Regions from separate parts of the Capsicum annuum genome. Here region 2 is linked to region 1. A link is a contact called in public Hi-C data. All regions are on one chromosome and are shown on one strand. The core of a region is the stretch at or near the end of the contact, and the rest is flanking DNA. Distances in the headings are between cores, read along the strand shown.

Region 1 (5,925 bases), core at 2,280-4,779:
GGGAGGATTATTAACATCATTAGACAACACATACCCCATGGTGTTGTCACTATATGATAGCATCGCTCCGCAATTAGGAATGACTCCTCTTTTAGCCTTCAGGCTCAGTTTTTGATCCATAAATTAAGTTTCGTCTTACACTTTGAAAAGGTATAGGATGATTCTTTTCAACGTGGGTAAAACGTTGGATTCCATGGTGCTCACACGATTTATGTCGGTTAAGAGAAACTCTAAAAAAAAACTTATTTATTTTCAGATAGTATATGATCGACTGAGGCCATTAGTTTAAAAGGAATTTTATGAAGTATTATTTTCAGCTTTCAGTTGCAGTTTTATCTTTGAGAAAATATTATTAATAAAGTTTTACTTTTGCAAGTTTCAGCATTCAGGTTGTTGTTCCTTTTTCCAGTTATTCAGTCTCGTTTTATGATTATGTTATTCATGTCTTAATTTTTCAGCTTTATCAGTTCAGAGATTAGTACTGTTTTACTTTACTGCTTTACATGTCAATACATTTAAAGTAATAACATCTATTTTTGGCACTACTTCATTGGATAATTTAGCCACCTATCTTTTAGATATGAAGGTACATGTATCGACTCTTCAGTAGGCTATGTTACTAGCTTGAGTGAGTTCTCATTATTTTGAAAGACTTAGTAGTATTCCAGTCTTTAGTTTGTTTTGCTACATAAAAGTAGTTGTATTCAGAATGTAGTAAAGACTTCATAGACATAGTTAAGTCAAGTCAATTGTAACCAATTTTTAATTATTTTAATATTTTAATTAACAAAAGTTTAAGTTATTTTATTTCATTCTATCTACAAAAGTTAGCCCATGCTTTTAGCTTTCACATTTTATCAAAGTTTAGTTTTTATTTTCTAGTCTCATACTAGACTAAGTGGTTCTCTCGGTCCGCTCATGGTTTCAAGTGTATGTTATGTCTAGGGTGAGGGCTCGGAGCATAACATATTTGGACTATTTTTCCTGATTTGCTAGCATTACTAGTATGAGTTGTCTTTAAAAGTGGCTTATTGAGCATGTTAGTTGATGATTTTACTCCTCTTTGAGAATTTGAGTCAAAGTATAATAATATTTGATGAAAATTGAGATTTTATTAGTTATTTGTGAATCAAAAAAAAATTCTATTTTGATTATGAAGTTTGAAAGAGGTAAACTTAAACTGATAATATACTTAGCTGACCCGCTACATGCTCAGATTTCTTGTTTGTCATCTCATTTTACTTCCCTTATTGTCTTTTAGCCTTTCATAGATGTATCAAACTTTTCAAAGACTTGTATTAGTGACTTTCGAATTTTGGGAGAGATTATCGTTGTTTCATTTTCAGTCTTGAGATTCCTATGAAAGATTTCCCTTATTGGCTTATTCAATGTTATTCCTTTAACTTTTGCATTTGTATTTATCGTATTCTTAATGTGGTTCATGTATTGACTTATCTATTGATGGATTAGAGAGGTTTCATCACTATCCTTGATTTTTGGATCATAACATTATTGTACATTTATGCATGCAAATAACCTTCATAAAATAGTCACTTAATCTTCACCCTCCATGAAAGTGAAAAGTAAGTTAATTGTCTTATAAAATTATTTTGTAAGTATTAACTAATATTTTCAATTAGTTCTATTATTTATTACATTCAATTTGTTCATGCGAAATATTACATTTCATAGTAACACAACCCCTTGAGACAATTTAATTACTACACTTGATACCTTAGACGGCGTTCTTATTCTCCATATATAGAGTCTGTTTGGATAAGCTGGAAAAAAAATGGATTTCAAAAAACACTTTAAAAGTGCTTGTGAAAGTGCTGAAACTTATTTTAAAAATAAGTAGTTATGTATTTGGATAAAAGTGTTAAAGCTGAAAAAAATTGTAGATGTGTTTGGTAGACAATTGTTGTTAAGCACTTTCTTTTAGTCAAAATGTCTAAAATACCCTTATAATTGTTAATATTATATAAAGTTGATTATTATTAGATTTTTATTTTTAAAATTAATTTAAATTTTTATTCAGTTTCAATATAAATTATTTAATACATTTATTTTCTTAAAATATTTTTCGTGAATGAATAAGTTGCTTGTGCTTCATTTTCTTCTTAAAATTGAATAAAAGAGATCTAAAAAGAAGCAAAATTTGTTGTTTCAGTTATATGGATTCGTTTTTCTTTGTGAATTTTGCCACACTAATTAGCCCATTTTTGTTTTACGAGATTTTTTTCTTTTGAAAACTGAACCAAAAACACTTTAAAAAGAGCAAAAATTGTTGTTTCAACTAAATAGGTTTATTGATTTTCTATTTTTCTTCAAGAAAATTGAACAAAAGTCGCTCTAAAAGAAGCTGAATTGCTAATGACCCATTAAAATTTGTTGTTTCAGTGAAATAAACTACCAGAAAAAAAATTCTGCTCAATTACTCATAAACCCCACAAGCATCAAATTGTCAACAACCAATTAAAAAAAAAAGAAATAAAGACAAAAAATTGAGAGAAAAATGCGAACCTAAAGAGAGAAACACAAAAATAGAGAGAAAACATAAAAATGATAGAAGAGAACAAATGTTTTAGGACAAACATGAGGATAATTTTAAAGTATGTGAGAATTATAATGTATAAAGATATCTTTTACTTGGTCAAATTAGAATGACTTTTAAGCCAAAAATAAAAAAGTAAGAATTAAGATATTTTTATTTTAAAAAAACAATTTTTAACTTTTTAAAAATTATTTTGATCAACTTTTAAATCCATCCAAACACCCTCTCATACTTACTTCAAAAAGTGTCCGTTAATGCCTTAGCTTGTGCTGGTACTAAATGCCAAACATATCTATCAACATTTGGAATAGGAGTTATTGACTATTCTTGTACTACAAATAATTCAGTAGCTCCTAGCTTAAGGATAACAAAGACACAAAGTAATACTACTATACTACTTTATTCTTCTAGGTTACTTTAAATATTTTTAAAAATCCCTATATAAAGAATATTCAGACCTCTATGTCGTTTATCAAAATATCTCAAACTTTATGCAAATTGAAATATTCCTATCTATCAAAACAATACCAAATTCTTTTAATGTGCACTAGCTAGAATCGTATATAAATGCGTCTAATCAATTTTCGGACGTCACTCGATTGTTTTCTGACAATGTTTGGGGAAGAAAATTGATCTCATCTGAATAATGTGCACGAGTAGAAAATATTTTTATATAAGTATATAACTATAACTATAGTAGAACTGGTACATGCATGGTCACCCATATTCGTTAATTCATCATGCTCCAAAGCGTTGTTTTTCAAGTATGAATTCCCTTTCCGGCAATTTTTTGTTTTGTAGAGAAGAAATATCAAAAAAAAAAAAAAAAAAAAGAATCCTTTTGCCATAGTTGATAGAACACCTTTTTTTGTATTGACCAATAATACAGAAACAACCAAAGGAGGAGGGCTTTCAAAAATAGAATCCTATACAGAGGCAAGTGGTCATTCCCTTGTCAAATACGAGTTAAAACCCCTCTTGCTTCCCCAAAGTCAATGACAACAACTCACCCCTACTTACCTTAGCCCTTCCTTCTCTCCCGACTCCTCCGATGCCCCAAATAAATATATACGGAGTATATATGTGTATTATTGTTGTAAATTGCAAAAACATTAATAAAGATAGGACCATCCAAATATTAAACTATCCAATGTAAAAATGTCTATCCTAGTTCTCCAGTTATAGAAGCAATCACATAAGCTTTATTTTGCTTTTGAATTTCTCTAGAATTACCCTCATAATGAAACTCAATTTAATTAATCATCAGGAACTTCCAAACGTACATGATCTTTCACAAATAAAAATACAAAATAAAAGATTTATTATTTGGTCATATCTAGTATATCCAACAATATAACATGACTTACATGCCCGTGTCAACTAAGATATATGCAAAAAAAAAAAATTCAAATTTTTAATGAAGTTGACTGGAAATCTTAAATGAGTTATAAACATTTGTGTAATTGTAAAACATTTTATTAAGGATATGAGAGAATATTTAAAATTAATTTTTTAAAGTAAGATAGTACTACCAAAAAGAAAAATACACATATAATGTACTAAAAAGATGTAGTAAATATAATTAATGGATTAATAACGGGCTTTGAAGTGCTCAAGCTCATAGATAATGTCAAAAGGAATTTTGCAGCATACCACTCAGCAGCATATATTTGATGGTCCTGATGCTTGTTTTTCAAGATCAAATATGGGCTCCACAAGTAATACGGGATTTTAAATATACCTAAAAGAATCATTTCATCACATTTATTTTCTATTTTATTTTTTAAAAATAAAATAAAATTATGGGCTTACGCAGAAAGAGAAAAAAAAAAAAGGAAAAGAAAAATTCTCCATTATCCCATCAAAAGTCATTTTCAATTAAGGTATTCGTATTTTTAGACTGAATGATCTTTTAGTAATCTAATTCTCTTGAAGTGGAGGCTAATCATATTTTTCTATTTGCAAAATGAGTTTCTTATTATTCCTTGGATATTTAGAAATACAATAGGAACGCAATTTAAGTGAAGGGATTTTAATTAAATAAAGTGAACCTGTTCATGAGTTCCTAATTATTACTCCCTCCGTCTTATTTTACTCATCTCAAATTTTTTAATTTGTTATCCCATTTTACTTATCCTTTTTTTACTTATCAAGACAAGACAATTTTTTTCTCCATTATACCCTTAGTGTAATTGATTACTCTTTATTATTAACATTTTTGAAAAATGTTGTAAAGAGGAGTATCATTAAGAGTATATCATTAAGAATATCAATGATGTTTTGGTATTAGTCATCCATCAATATTGAAACTAACAACAAGACACAATTAAGAGGGATAAAATGGAAAAGTTACATTACCAATCATTGTTTTCTTAATAGCTGTGTCATTTCAATTTGGGACGGGTAAAATAGGACGGACGGAATGTATTCGTCATTGAAGTCATTTTCATTCTAGATTATTGCATCATATATACCATTTTTTTTGTCTTTGGTGGAGTTTATTCACGATGCAAATATATGGAAAGGAAAAAATAGAGGATCAGTGATGAAACTACTTACAATATGGCAAAGTAAGAATTGTTTCATGTCTGTATATTTAAATTACTCATTTTTAAGTAAGAATTGTTTCATGTCTGTATATTTAAATTACTCATTTTTGTCTCTCAAACATTAATGTAGGGAGAGTTAAATATGGTCTACATATTTTTATCGGTATAACCATGTGGTGAGTACCTAAGTAGGCTCCATTAAAGGAGACTTGTTATCTGAAAAAATTAGGTAGGAGGTGATTAAAAAAATTTTAAATTAAAAATGGTGACAATTTTTATTAGTTAAGTTTAAAGTTTTATTTAAATTGTGATTAATAACATGTTTGGGATTGCTTATTTCCCAAAATAAGCACTTATTTTGAAGAAAAAGCATTTTTTTAAAAAAAAAAAAGGTGTTTGGTAAACTTTCAAAAGTGCTTTTAGAAATAAGCAGAAGCATTTTTTCTGCTTCTGGGAAGAAGCAGAAGCATTTTTTCTGCTTCTGGGAAGAAGCAAAAAATTTCTGCTTCTAAAAAAAAGCAGAAGTAGAAGCAGAAAATACTATATATATATATGTGTGTGTGTGTGTGTCTGTGTGTATTAACATGTCCTACAAGTTTGATTAACGTTTGATTTTTAAAATTGTACATTTCATATTTAAATCATAATTCTTTATGATTTATATATTTTTATTTTATTTTCACTCATTTTTTTAAAATAAATTTGAAAATATCATTGATGATGATGACTAAAGAATATATAAGTTATTTTATTAATATTAATGATAACAATTAACAAATGAATCAAGTTACAAGATTGTACTTTGACATCACATATAAATTT
Region 2 (5,925 bases), core at 1,698-4,197, 51 kb after region 1:
TTTATTTTCGTGATTAAATGCCCGCTTAGTATCGCTGAATGAAACGTGGCAATACTATACCCTTTAAGCTAGAGAGAGCTCTATTTTCAAAACAAGTAGATTGATTTGATTTAATTAATTGCTCTCTTCGTTTCATTTTAAGTACTTGATTCATATATACTACAAATAGTTATTTCAATTAATTTATTTAATTTATAAAATGAATAAGTTTTATTATTTTTAATTTTTATTCGTAATATTAAATAACTAAGTAAAGCAATATATAAAAATTAAAAAATTTGAGCTTCAAAATAGGTCAAACAAAATGAGACAGAAGGAGTAGGTAAAAAACCATCTACATTCGTTATATAAATCTAATTAATATAATTTAACATAATTAAGAAATTAAATAAATTAAAATAAAAAATAAATAATATAAATTTTAAATTCACATTAGTACATAATATGTATATACTAGAGGAGCACGACCCGTGTCAGCACGGACCCAACATTAAGATATTTATTTATCTTTTCAATCTTGATACATTTAAATAAATTTTTTTAATAAAAGGATTGCATATGTTTTTTAGGATTCATCCGGAATCTAGCATGAGTTCAACATATGTTATTTTAATATGTATTTAGATAATTTTAGTTGTTAACTATTTTAATTTATAATATTTTTTATGTAATTTTCAAATTAATATACGTTACTTTTCTTGTCCAAATTATTGTGACATTGATAGTCAATTATATTTTAAAAATAATTTAATTTTTTAATTATTGTGATTTATGATACTTTTCTTCTATTCCAATTTCAGTGACACTAATATAATTTCAAGAGTCGATCAAATATTTTATATCTTTTAAATTTTTTAAGTTGTTAATTATTGTGATTTCTAGTATTTTTCATGTAATTTTTTTGAAATATATAACATATTAAATTATTTTTAGATATTTTACATTGTTAACAATTGTAATTTATAATACTTTTTATGGAATTTTTGAATAATATATGCTACTCTCTTTGTCCAGAATTTTGTGTCGATGACAACCAATTATATTTTTTAAATAATTTAAATTTTTTATCATTGTGATTTATAATATTTTTTCTATCTCAACTTATGTGGCACAATGCTTAAATGACCATAATAATTAATTAGAGGTGATATAGTAAAGTCACGACTGAAGCAGCTGAAGTAGAAATCAATAAATTTTTAATTTTTTTTTTTGTTAATTGTTATTATTTACAGTACTTTTTATTTCATTTTCAACTAATATATAATGCTTTATATCGTTCGAAAGACGAAAATTTAATTTAAAACATTAAGTGTTAATTTCATATTTTATGTTTATTTTATTTTTTATTAAATATTATTTATTTTCTTAATACATAGATGACTCATAATAATTAATTAAGAGTGATTAATTATGTTATTACTATAAAATTAATAGTTTTATCATATCCAAAAGTAATCATCGATAATTCATCGAAATAGTATATTAATTAAATACAGGATGCTATATTTGCATATGAAAAATATGATATTATTAAACATTATTGGATAGTGCATTATATTTATCTTTCACAATAATAAAATTTTACTATATATTTTACTTTATTTCTTTTTAACTGATACATATTGACCCAACACAAATTCTTAGAAAATATTCAATAGAAAGCTATTTTATTAAATTAAATTTATTAATTTCGTAATTTAAAAATTTTAAGTTAAGTTTAAATATTAGTATTTCTATATAAGGAAAAAGTAATTTTAAAATTTAAATTTTCTAAAATAAATAAATAAATAAAAATATTATTTTTTATATAAAAGTCAATTAAAATAATAAAATTGATTTAATTTAAATATTTTGTTGCAATTAATTAAGATAATTTTTTATTTTGTCATAATTTATGCTGCACCGATAAAATTTTGAGAGTTGAATAGAACTTTTATCTATTTTTAAAAAAGTATTTTAACTTGTTAATTATTGTGATTTATAATAATTTTTACATAATTATCAAATAATATATTACTCCTTGTGTCCCAATTTATGTGGCTTCGATACAATTTTGAGAGTCAACTAAAATTTTTAGATATCTTTTAAATATTTTAAGTTGTTAATTATTATGATTTGCAGTACTTTTTGTTTTATCTCAATTTATGTGGCATTGCTAAAATAATGAGAGTCAATAAAAATTTTATATGTCTTTTAAATATTTTACGTTATCAATTATTGTGATTTGTGGTAATAAATTAGTTTTGAACACGATAGTCAATTAAATAAATGAAAATTTTTTACTTCCAATATGTACTTATAGTTAATTAATATAAATTAATAGAATATATTAAATATTTAAATCATTATGATGAAATAATGGAATTATTATATATTGGGGCATGATATGTAATTAAGTGGGAGTAGAGGGATTTTTTGGTAAGAGTCAATAAAATTTCTACATGTCTTTTAAATATTTTAAGTTATTAATTATTGTGATTTGTGGCAACAAATTAATTTTGAACATGATAGATAATTAAATAAATAAATAAATTTTACTTTCAATATGTAGTTATAGTTAATTAATATAAATTAATAAAATATATTAAATATTTAAATTATTATAATAAAATTATTATATATTGGGGCATCATATGTAATTATGTGAAAGTAATTGAATTTTTTGGTAATTGAAAGAAGTGTTCGAAACCATCTCTTCTATATAATAGAAATTTGATTTGATGTGTGTATCAAGTAGAGATAAATTTTTATGGAAAGAATACTCCTTTGACAATGAGAAAAGAAGAAGTATGAAATTACTAGAGCCACAAGAGTGTTGTCATTATTTTGAGTCATTAAGATTTTATAGATTTTAAAATAACAGAAAAGGCAAGAAAAGCTGCAACAGTGAACTTAAATGACAATAACTTATGTGGCAGTAATTTAATAACTTCCTGTGTGTTTTTCTGGTCCTATTTGGATAAGTCTCCTCTTTTCCTTTTCCCCTCTTCCCTCCTGTCACCTTGTTAATCTTTGATCCTCAACTGGAGAGTTTAGTTTTGTAAAATTACAACTGCCATTGACCTTGGAAGCTTACCTTTTCCCTTTTGAACCTGAGTCTTTTTTTTTTATGGGAAAAGTATCAAATTTATTCTCAATTTTTAAAAATTAATTAAATATATCATTCATTATATTTTGAGGTTAAATTTATTTTCACTTATATTTTGGAGTTAAATTTATCCTATCTGTCATATTTTGAGGTCAAATTTATCTCTTTATTTTAAAAAATTGGCTAATATTCTTCAACATATTTTGAGATCAAATTTATCTTTGATGTCATATTTTGGGGTTAAATTTACCTTTGATGTCATATTTATCCTCATTGTTAATTAACTTTTCAAATGTACTCTTTCTTTTATGAGAAAATACATGTTTTCCCCCCTAAAGTTGCAACAAAAACTTATTTTAACCATTAAACTTAATCTGTAATTATTTACCCCCCTTATGAACTTTAAAATGTATTATTTTACTCCTTTAAAAGCTGATGTGGAAAAAAAAAAAAAACATAGGGCGCATTTTAGTGAAAAAAAAAGTGTAAAAATAATTTAAGTGGGGCCCACATTAAAATTTTCACCCATTTTCTTTTCACTTCTTCCTCACACCCCACCACCCCATGGCTTCTTCTTCCCTCACCCACCATCCCATGTCTTTCCTTCCTCCATTTTTTTTTTTTCACTTCTATCAATCAAAAATATTCAATCAAATACACAATCATAAGAAGAATAAAATACACAAATTATATAACAAATAAATTTTTCTATAAGATCAAGAATAAACAAATTAATTTTATTTTCGCACATCAAAATCAAATTTAATTAATAATAACAGATCAAAGATAAAACTAATTTTTTCATTTCAAAGTCCGCGTTTTGGATTACCAAACCATCAGATGTTCGTTCTCCAAGCATTAGAACCACTTTGCCTTTTAGCTTCAAGCATTTTACAAGAAGCATCTTGTGAAGAACTGAGCAATTGCCCATTATACAGATTTTTTATTTATTTATTTTCTCCATCTTGTCAGCATCACTCAATTGATAAAGCAGCGACGAAGTAGAGGGAGAAATGGGCGGCGTTGATAAGGGAGATGGCGAGTTGGAGTTTTGCTCAGCCGAATTTTTCGCCAGCTAGCGATGGCGGTGACGATGAGCTGTTTTCCGAGTGCGTTGATTGTGGTGGGCTCCAAATTCGAGAGAGAGAAAGCGACATGGATGGTACAAGAAAAGAAGGGAGGAGCATCGACAGTGGTGGCTGAAAGCTCGGAGCTTCGCCGGCCAACGCCTCCGGCAAAGCAGTGGCAAAAAAGTGGAGGCTAAATTCGCCGGAGTTCGGTGGTGGTAACTGCCGGAGAAGGCAGTGAAGATGGAAATTTAAAGAATTTTATATATATATATGTATGTATGTATATATTTATAATCTATATCTATATCTATAATATATTAAAAGTGTGAAGACCCTTAAAAATGAGCTTTGAACTTTTTACCCTTTATTAAAACACTCCACAATAGACAAAATAGTTTTTTCACCTTTTCCCTCAAATTATTGTCATTAAATTATCATAATAATTTTTAAGATTTCAAAATTAATGAAAATTAAGAAATATTATTTGATAAGGAAACATATTATTGATTAAAAATCAAATACTATTTAGAAAAAGTGATGTGAAATCCAAAATTAATGTATAAAAATTTTACATGCACTAGAACTTTTTAACTCACAAATCTAAAACCCTAAGACAAGTAGGCCACAGGGGATAATTTTGGAATAATTTACAACTTCTTCATATATATAGGATAATTTTGAGTTCTGCCCTTCGTCACATCAACTTTAGAATGAATTATCAGACTGGGTATGGAGAGTTTCAAATAACTTTTTTTATTGATTTTTATATTTTGCAACTAATTTGTTTTTGTTCTTCTTTATTATTTACTTGTATAGTCTCTCTCAATTGCCAAGGATATATCAAATTTACGAATAGTACGTGATTGCAGTCATGGGATTCATAAACTTCGAATTTTTATTTTATGGTTGTTTTTCTTTTTTTTTTGATCTTTTATTCTTTTTTGTTAGTATGTTCTAAGACTTGATTATTATTTTATAAGAAACTTTTAAACATCTTTGTATGAAATTTTTGTGACTATAAAATATTAATATGCCATCATGACGTACGTATTGATTATAGAATCGTTTTGTTGATTAATTCTTTATTGATAACAGTTACATGCTCTCAAGATTATTGTTTATAGAGTGAAAATGGTATAAATATCTTTTTTTCCTTTTGTATTGGCTACAAATTATTTTTATTTTGACAAAATAAACCTTAAGCTATATGACATATATATTGAAGATGGATAACTCTTATTCAAGTTCATATTTCTTTTCCATTATATACATTTAGCCATTGTTGCTAACAATAATGTTGTCACTAGCAACCAAGATTTTATTAATGATGTTGTGGTTAAAAGAACAAGGCATGGGGTGTTACGTGCCATAAAGTGGGCTATGGGTTCAAAAGGACGTCTTAACAAAGTAGCGGTAGACCAATATGGTTTCCTTCTCTAAATAATTTTGCAACAAGTGATGAGTGTGTAGAACTTTATGCATGAAGACATATTGAGCCGAGGCTAGCAAGGTTAGTCGTCTCTGGTGATGACAAGAAGTGTAAATTACAATTGTGATGATGTTGTTACTTGGCTAAGTGCAGCATTAGCAAATCATAGGAGTTGTTTAGATGGTTTGGAAGGGAAAGGTTTGGTTTATAAAAGTGAAGAGGCTCGAAACTTGACTTTGTCTATGGATAGAGAGAAATATAAGAATCTTTGAAAAACAACGCAAACATTGGGAGGCCACTGCTTGAGATTTGGTGTATTTGATTTCGAAGTGTAGAAT

Evidence for each region. Hi-C and Micro-C count contacts between places; a contact is called where the count stands out from the background.
Region 2: a contact with region 1 is called in a Hi-C map of bud, with 2.1 times the contacts expected there. The contact joins two enhancer-like sites. A contact is called at or near these places in 2 of 5 Hi-C or Micro-C datasets (bud and placenta).

Annotation. Positions count from the first base shown.
Region 1 is chr4:92,355,847-92,361,771 of UCD10Xv1.1, forward strand. No RefSeq gene overlaps it. Among protein-coding and RNA genes, the nearest start is that of LOC107867825, 64 kb to the right of the region's middle. Within about 2 kb of position 3,530, at least 3 of the 5 cell types and tissues checked have an H3K27ac peak or open chromatin away from gene starts, as enhancers often do.
Region 2 is chr4:92,407,419-92,413,343 of UCD10Xv1.1, forward strand. No RefSeq gene overlaps it. Among protein-coding and RNA genes, the nearest start is that of LOC107867825, 12 kb to the right of the region's middle. Within about 2 kb of position 2,948, at least 3 of the 5 cell types and tissues checked have an H3K27ac peak or open chromatin away from gene starts, as enhancers often do.